2 separate regions of the Mus musculus genome follow, and region 2 is linked to region 1. Evidence: chromatin contacts called from public HiChIP or PLAC-seq data. All regions are on one chromosome and are shown on one strand. Each heading gives the region's core, a stretch centred on a gene start, on an enhancer-like site or on the middle of the called end of the contact. The rest is flanking DNA. Distances are from core to core; before and after follow the strand shown.

Evidence for each region. HiChIP or PLAC-seq counts read pairs in DNA pulled down with a chosen protein or histone mark.
Region 2: a contact with region 1 is called in a FOXA1 HiChIP or PLAC-seq map of pancreatic cancer cells. The contact joins two enhancer-like sites. A contact is called at or near these places in 1 of 115 datasets of contacts at active chromatin or transcription factors (pancreatic cancer cells) and 1 of 9 other capture datasets (adipose tissue).

Annotation. Positions count from the first base shown.
Region 1 is chr11:97,476,288-97,478,987 of GRCm38.p6, reverse strand. All of the region lies in intron 15 of Arhgap23 (Rho GTPase activating protein 23), which reads right to left. Among named protein-coding and RNA genes, the nearest start is that of 4933428G20Rik, 23 kb to the left of the region's middle. Within about 2 kb of position 1,422, at least 41 of the 459 cell types and tissues checked have an H3K27ac peak or open chromatin away from gene starts, as enhancers often do. A contact at or near this core is called in pancreatic cancer cells, where this site is marked.
Region 2 is chr11:97,819,642-97,822,341 of GRCm38.p6, reverse strand. All of the region lies in intron 3 of Lasp1 (LIM and SH3 protein 1), which reads right to left. Among named protein-coding and RNA genes, the nearest start is that of B230217C12Rik, 20 kb to the left of the region's middle. Within about 2 kb of position 1,266, at least 132 of the 459 cell types and tissues checked have an H3K27ac peak or open chromatin away from gene starts, as enhancers often do. A contact at or near this core is called in pancreatic cancer cells, where this site is marked.

The sequences.
Region 1 (2,700 bases), core at 173-2,672:
CTCTGATCTCCAGCACCCCTGAAATGTGTACCCCCAGACTATGCACTACTGCTAATAAATAAAGGGGGTGCAAAGGGGACAGAGGGACAGTGGGGAAGCTGGCTAAACAGTGACCCTATGAAAATGCCATAATGAAATCCATGATTTTGTATATTAGCTCAAAAAATTTAAAAGACAGATAGAAGGAATGTGGGAAATAACTATACATATAAAGTATAGATACCAGCCAGGCACGGCAGCACATGCCTTAACACAGAACTTCAGAGGGAGAGGCAGGCAGGCCTCTATGAGTTTGGGTCAGCTTGGTCTACATAGAAAATTCTAGGCTAGGGTTTAATAGTGGGACCTTCAAAATAAATAATAAACATACCATATATATAAAGGAGAATAAAAAACCCAACTAAAGACAACTAAATTTGCTAAAGCATGTGCTCATGCTCCGCCCACAATGCGTCCAGGCCTGGGCGTGGTCCTTCCTTGCATCAAACATACTCTCAAAGTCTGAGGAACTTATAACGTACAATGTGTCCCTACAAAGGGCCAAAAAATGTGGAGAAAGGGGAGAAAACGGCCATGGGTCTCAGTCTACCACTGGGGCTCTCCTCAAACTCAGTGACATCTGGCTGGCCTTGAACTCGCTCTCCCTGCCTGGCACAGACCTATTTCCTAATGTCACAGTTGAGGAGACAGTCTGGTATCAAGGGCCAGAGGACAGCAACGGTGTCAAGTACCCTCCAACACACCAAAGAGCGCTGTCAGGACTGTGTCTCGGTGCAAGAACACTGGGATAGCACACCCAATGCCCTGGGCACCATCCCTAACATGGGAAAGAAAAAGTGCCAAGGCTGAGAAGTATCAGGGCCCCACATGCGCCGAATAAATGACTAAATCCTCCACTCTGGGCTCTGGGTGCTAGCTGACCTGAGGAGCACAGCAGGGCTGCGGGGTGACTTCCACTAAGCAGCAGAGTCTCCCCCTCTTTCCTCTGAAGCAGCCCCATTCACACTGCCCACCCTCTACCTCATGAAGTCTGGCCTGGAAGCCTGGGGACAGCATGCTTCCTTGTGTGACAGGATCTTCTGTGGGAAGCCATTTGGGCCAAAATCCCAGGAGTTAATGTTATCTGCTAATTCCAATGGTCACTGTCTGACCAGGACTGACTTCAGTCTATACAAGCCACCTCTGCCTGGCCTCTGCTGCTCCTGTAGAGATCTCCAGACTCTTAGGTGGTCTGGCCCAAGGAGCCTGCTCAGAGTTAAAGATGTCCCCAGGCCTGGAAGGCTGAGAATGGAAATTTCCCAGCTCAGCTGTTTGTCAGAATTGAATCCCTGCAGGAAAGCCCAGTCTGCCTGGCCTCAGCAGGTCACTCATCCGCTGACTCAGCCGCTTAGCAAACACCGTGTTCACCACCCACGCGCTAGGCTATGCATCTAGACGGACGTGCCCCCTGCCCTACTGAGTGGCAGACACTGCCTCTAGGAAAGCCCACTTGCTACTGGCCTGCTTTCTTCCCAAAGGCTGCTGTTCCAGAAACTCCTGTGTTGACCACAGGCCTTATGCTTCCAGCAACTTCTCCAAAAATCATACAGCCAGAAGCCCTCCCTCCCTCCCTCTCAACCACGGTTCACCTCATGGACACCTCTAGGGATCCTGGTGCTTGAGACCAAACCCCTCCCAGGTCACACAGGGATGCCTGTGTGGCCAGCAGGCTTAGCATCCAAGTGGCCCGCCCCATGCTGGTAGAGAGCAGGCCGTGATACAGCCAGATCCCGGACATGGGGTGAAAAGAATGGATGATCAGGCCACGGAGTCAGCATGACCCAAGCCTACTACAGCCTCCATCCCCTGGCCCGGCAGATGCCCGCTGGGAAGTCAGCCCTGGGTGTACAGACCTGGCTAAACTCCTGCAGATGCCATTTCTTGGTGTGTGGTCTTGCACAGGTGATCCCCTCCCTCAGCACTATTTTCCCTCCTCTGTAAGTGGTGACAAGACTCAGCTTTTCTTCGCTACAGTGTAGGGCACTCTGGGTCCACGCTGTGTGGCTGTCACAGAGGTAAGTGGGATTCACAAAACCCACCCTTGAGCCTCTAAGCCTGAAGCTTCACAGCGCTGTGACCATTAATACAGTCCCTCACACTGAGGTGACCCCGACCATAACAGTTTGTTCTACTTCATAACTGTAATGTCCTTATTGCTGTGAGCTGTAACATAAATATCTGTGTTTTCTGATGGTTTTAGGCAATCCCTGTGAATGGCAACCTACAAGTTGAGAAACAGCGCCCAGGAAGAAGCCTTTTGAGTGGGCTTCAGAAGATAGAGGCCTCTATCGCCCTCTGCTGGTCACTATGGTTTCTTCATCCTTCCTAGACAAAAGCAAGAATCTTGCAGGGCTCATTAGGAGTCAGAAGGGAGGTGAGCAGTGGCTGGCACCAGAGCATCATGGAGGGTGTGGCCTTGGTCCTTGCTTCCTGACCTGGCCTGTGGCTGTTGGGGAACAGACAGACCTCTGACACCCAAGTCACACTGTGTGCCCAGTTCTGCAGGCCACCTCCCCTACAACAGCCCTACTGAGGAGCCTGTGCATCCGTCTCCAGCCACATGGCCCTATCCCTGCATCTCCTCCCTGACTCTTCTTCCAATCTTGTTCCTCGTGTTGGTGTTGATGGCAGCCTGTCACTGCTGTGAGCCAGGCAGGCCCT
Region 2 (2,700 bases), core at 17-2,516, 340 kb before region 1:
CAGAGGCAGGCGGATTTCTGAGTTTGAGGCCAGCCTGGTCTACAGAGTGAGTTTCAGGATAGCCAGGGCTATCTATACAGAGAAACTCTGTCTCAAAGAAACAAAAATAAAAAACAAAACAAAACAAAAAACCCCAAACCAAACAAAAAACAGCAACAACAAAAAGCAAGGCCACAAGAAACCCAGGATGGTAATGCACACCTAGAATGCCAACACTAGGGAGGCAGAGGACAATCTGTGAGATGATGTATATACATATATATTTGAAGCCAGCCTGGGCTACAACATGAGACTGTTTCAAAATATGCGCGCGTACACGTGAGCACACACACATACACACATACACACATACACACATACACACATACACAGTCTGAACACGGTGACAGATGCCTATACTCTTATGACTAATGACAGGAAGAGCATGAGTTTGAGGCAGTGTGATCAGAGTCTGAGTCTCTTTCTCTCCCCCTCTCTCCCTTCCTCTCTCCTCCCCCCTCTCTCTCATGTCAAAAGACAGGAGATTTTCCCATCACCAAATATGGGCCTAGGACCAGAAGGAGCTTGGACTGATAGGCCTAATCTCCAACCTTCTGTGTTATCTTGGGCCAGGGACTTAACCTCTGAAGCCTCAGGTTCCACATCTGTTAAATGGGAAAGCAATGGTTTCAACTGTGCTGAGGCGGAAGTCCTGTGCTGCACACCACATGAGGGTGACTGTGCTGATCCAATGCCAAGCCCCGCTCCCTCCAGTCTCCTGGCTTGGCAAGGGTCAGGCCCTTAATCCAGGGAACAGTTACCATGGCAATGCTGCAATGCCATCAACTGCTTCCCAGGCTTTCCTTCCTCCTCACTAGGAAAGGATAATCCATTTCAAACTAACAGGAGGCAGAGAAGGTGGGGTGGGCGGGGGCAGGGAAGCCTGGGTGCCACACAGAGTGGCCACAGGTTCCAAGGCAAGCCAGTGCTCCTCTTGAGGTTGGTGTGTAGGGAAGGAGAACAGGCTAGCTAGCCTCTAAAAGCCCACTGGATCTGGAGTCTATGACCCTATATCTAAGCAGTTTTTGGATTTAACTGGAGAATAGTGGTGGAGACATTTCTTTGAGAACTTTTTATCTTATTATTCGATTTTGCTAAAGAAGTGTGTGGGGAGGGGGTGCAGCCTGGAGGCCCCCAATCAGACTGTCCCTTCCCCCACACAAGAGTGCTTGCATTTGGATGGCTCACCAGCTGTGACAGGACCTGCCAGGTCACTCAAGCCTCTTATCAGTTTGGCCACAACAGGGCCTGAACTTTGGCCAGATGACTCTGTCCCTGCTTGGGGCTGCCAGGGCCTCCCTTTCTGGAAATTCCCACAGCAGCACTGGGCGTGATGCCCAGACAGCCAGTATCCGTGAAGATCTACCTTAGCTGAGTAGGTTTGATTACCCTCTCTCGTTTACCCCTGCTGAGAGCAGCCACACACCACAGCAGACCCATCATCTCTTGGAATCCAGCAGAAGCAGCCAGTAGCTTGGCAGCACACAGTATGACCAGTGAGACATGGGCAGGATTGAGAAGTTCTAGGCTAGCCTGTGCTCATGGGCAGGATTGAGAAGTTCTAGGCTAGCCTGTGCTCATGGGCAGGATTGAGAAGTTCTAGGCTAGCCTGTGCTACAGAGCAAAAACACTTCTCTCTCTCAGAAGGGGGGCAAGGGGAGCAGGGGGAGGTGCACACCTCTATTCCAGGGCAGAGGCCAGGTGGATCTCTTTGAGTTCCAGGCACTCTTGGGCTACATAGCAAGTGGCAGGCCAGTAGGGATATGTAGTGAAGCTGTCAAAAACAAAAACAAGCTAGGCAGTGGTGGCACACGCCTTTAATCCCAGCACTCAGGAGGCAGAGGCAGGTGGATTTCTGAGTTCGAGGCCAGCCTGGTCTACAGAGAAAGTTCCAGGACAGCCAGGGCTATACAGAGAAACCCTGTCTCGAAAAACAAACAAACAAAAAACAAAACCACTCTACCAAAAAATGCAAGCAGAAACTACTTGTGTTGGATCCTTACTGTGTAGCCAATTCCCCTCTGAAAAGGCAACTGGATTTTCCATCAGGCCCACAGATGTGAGGAGCTGAGGAAAGATCAGAGCAGAGCCAGGAGTGGAGGTCAAATCATTGCCTCCACTTCCTCTCCCTTCGCAGAGGACAGGAAAGGGAAATGTGCTAAGCTCTGACACTAGGCCAGGAGCGGCAAACACCTAATGCATGCTAATGTCCCACAGGCAAACCGGAGAGGTCACTGCCATTTTACACATGGAGGCCCTGCCCTGGGGCAGAGTGCTCAATGACAACACCGAAGACACAGCCAGAGGTGATAATCTGAGATTCAACTTTAGGCTGCTGGTTCTGGCAATAAGGGCTGCCAGGTGGTAGTGTTAGCAGCGGTGACGCACGCCTTTAATCCCTGGGTTTGGGAGGCAGAGGCAGGCGGATCCTTGAGTTCGAGGCCAGCCTGGTCTACAAAGTTAGGTCCAGGACAGCCAGGGCTACACTGAGAAACCCTATCTTGAAAATAAAAACCTGACACTTGTCTGTCTGTCTGTCTTTAGATAGACATCTATAGATAGATCCTAGCCTTCTCTTAAACTTATCATGCAAACAAGGCTGGCTTTGGATTCCTGAATGAATATACACATTGTCAAACCTGGCTCAGACTATTAGAGTAT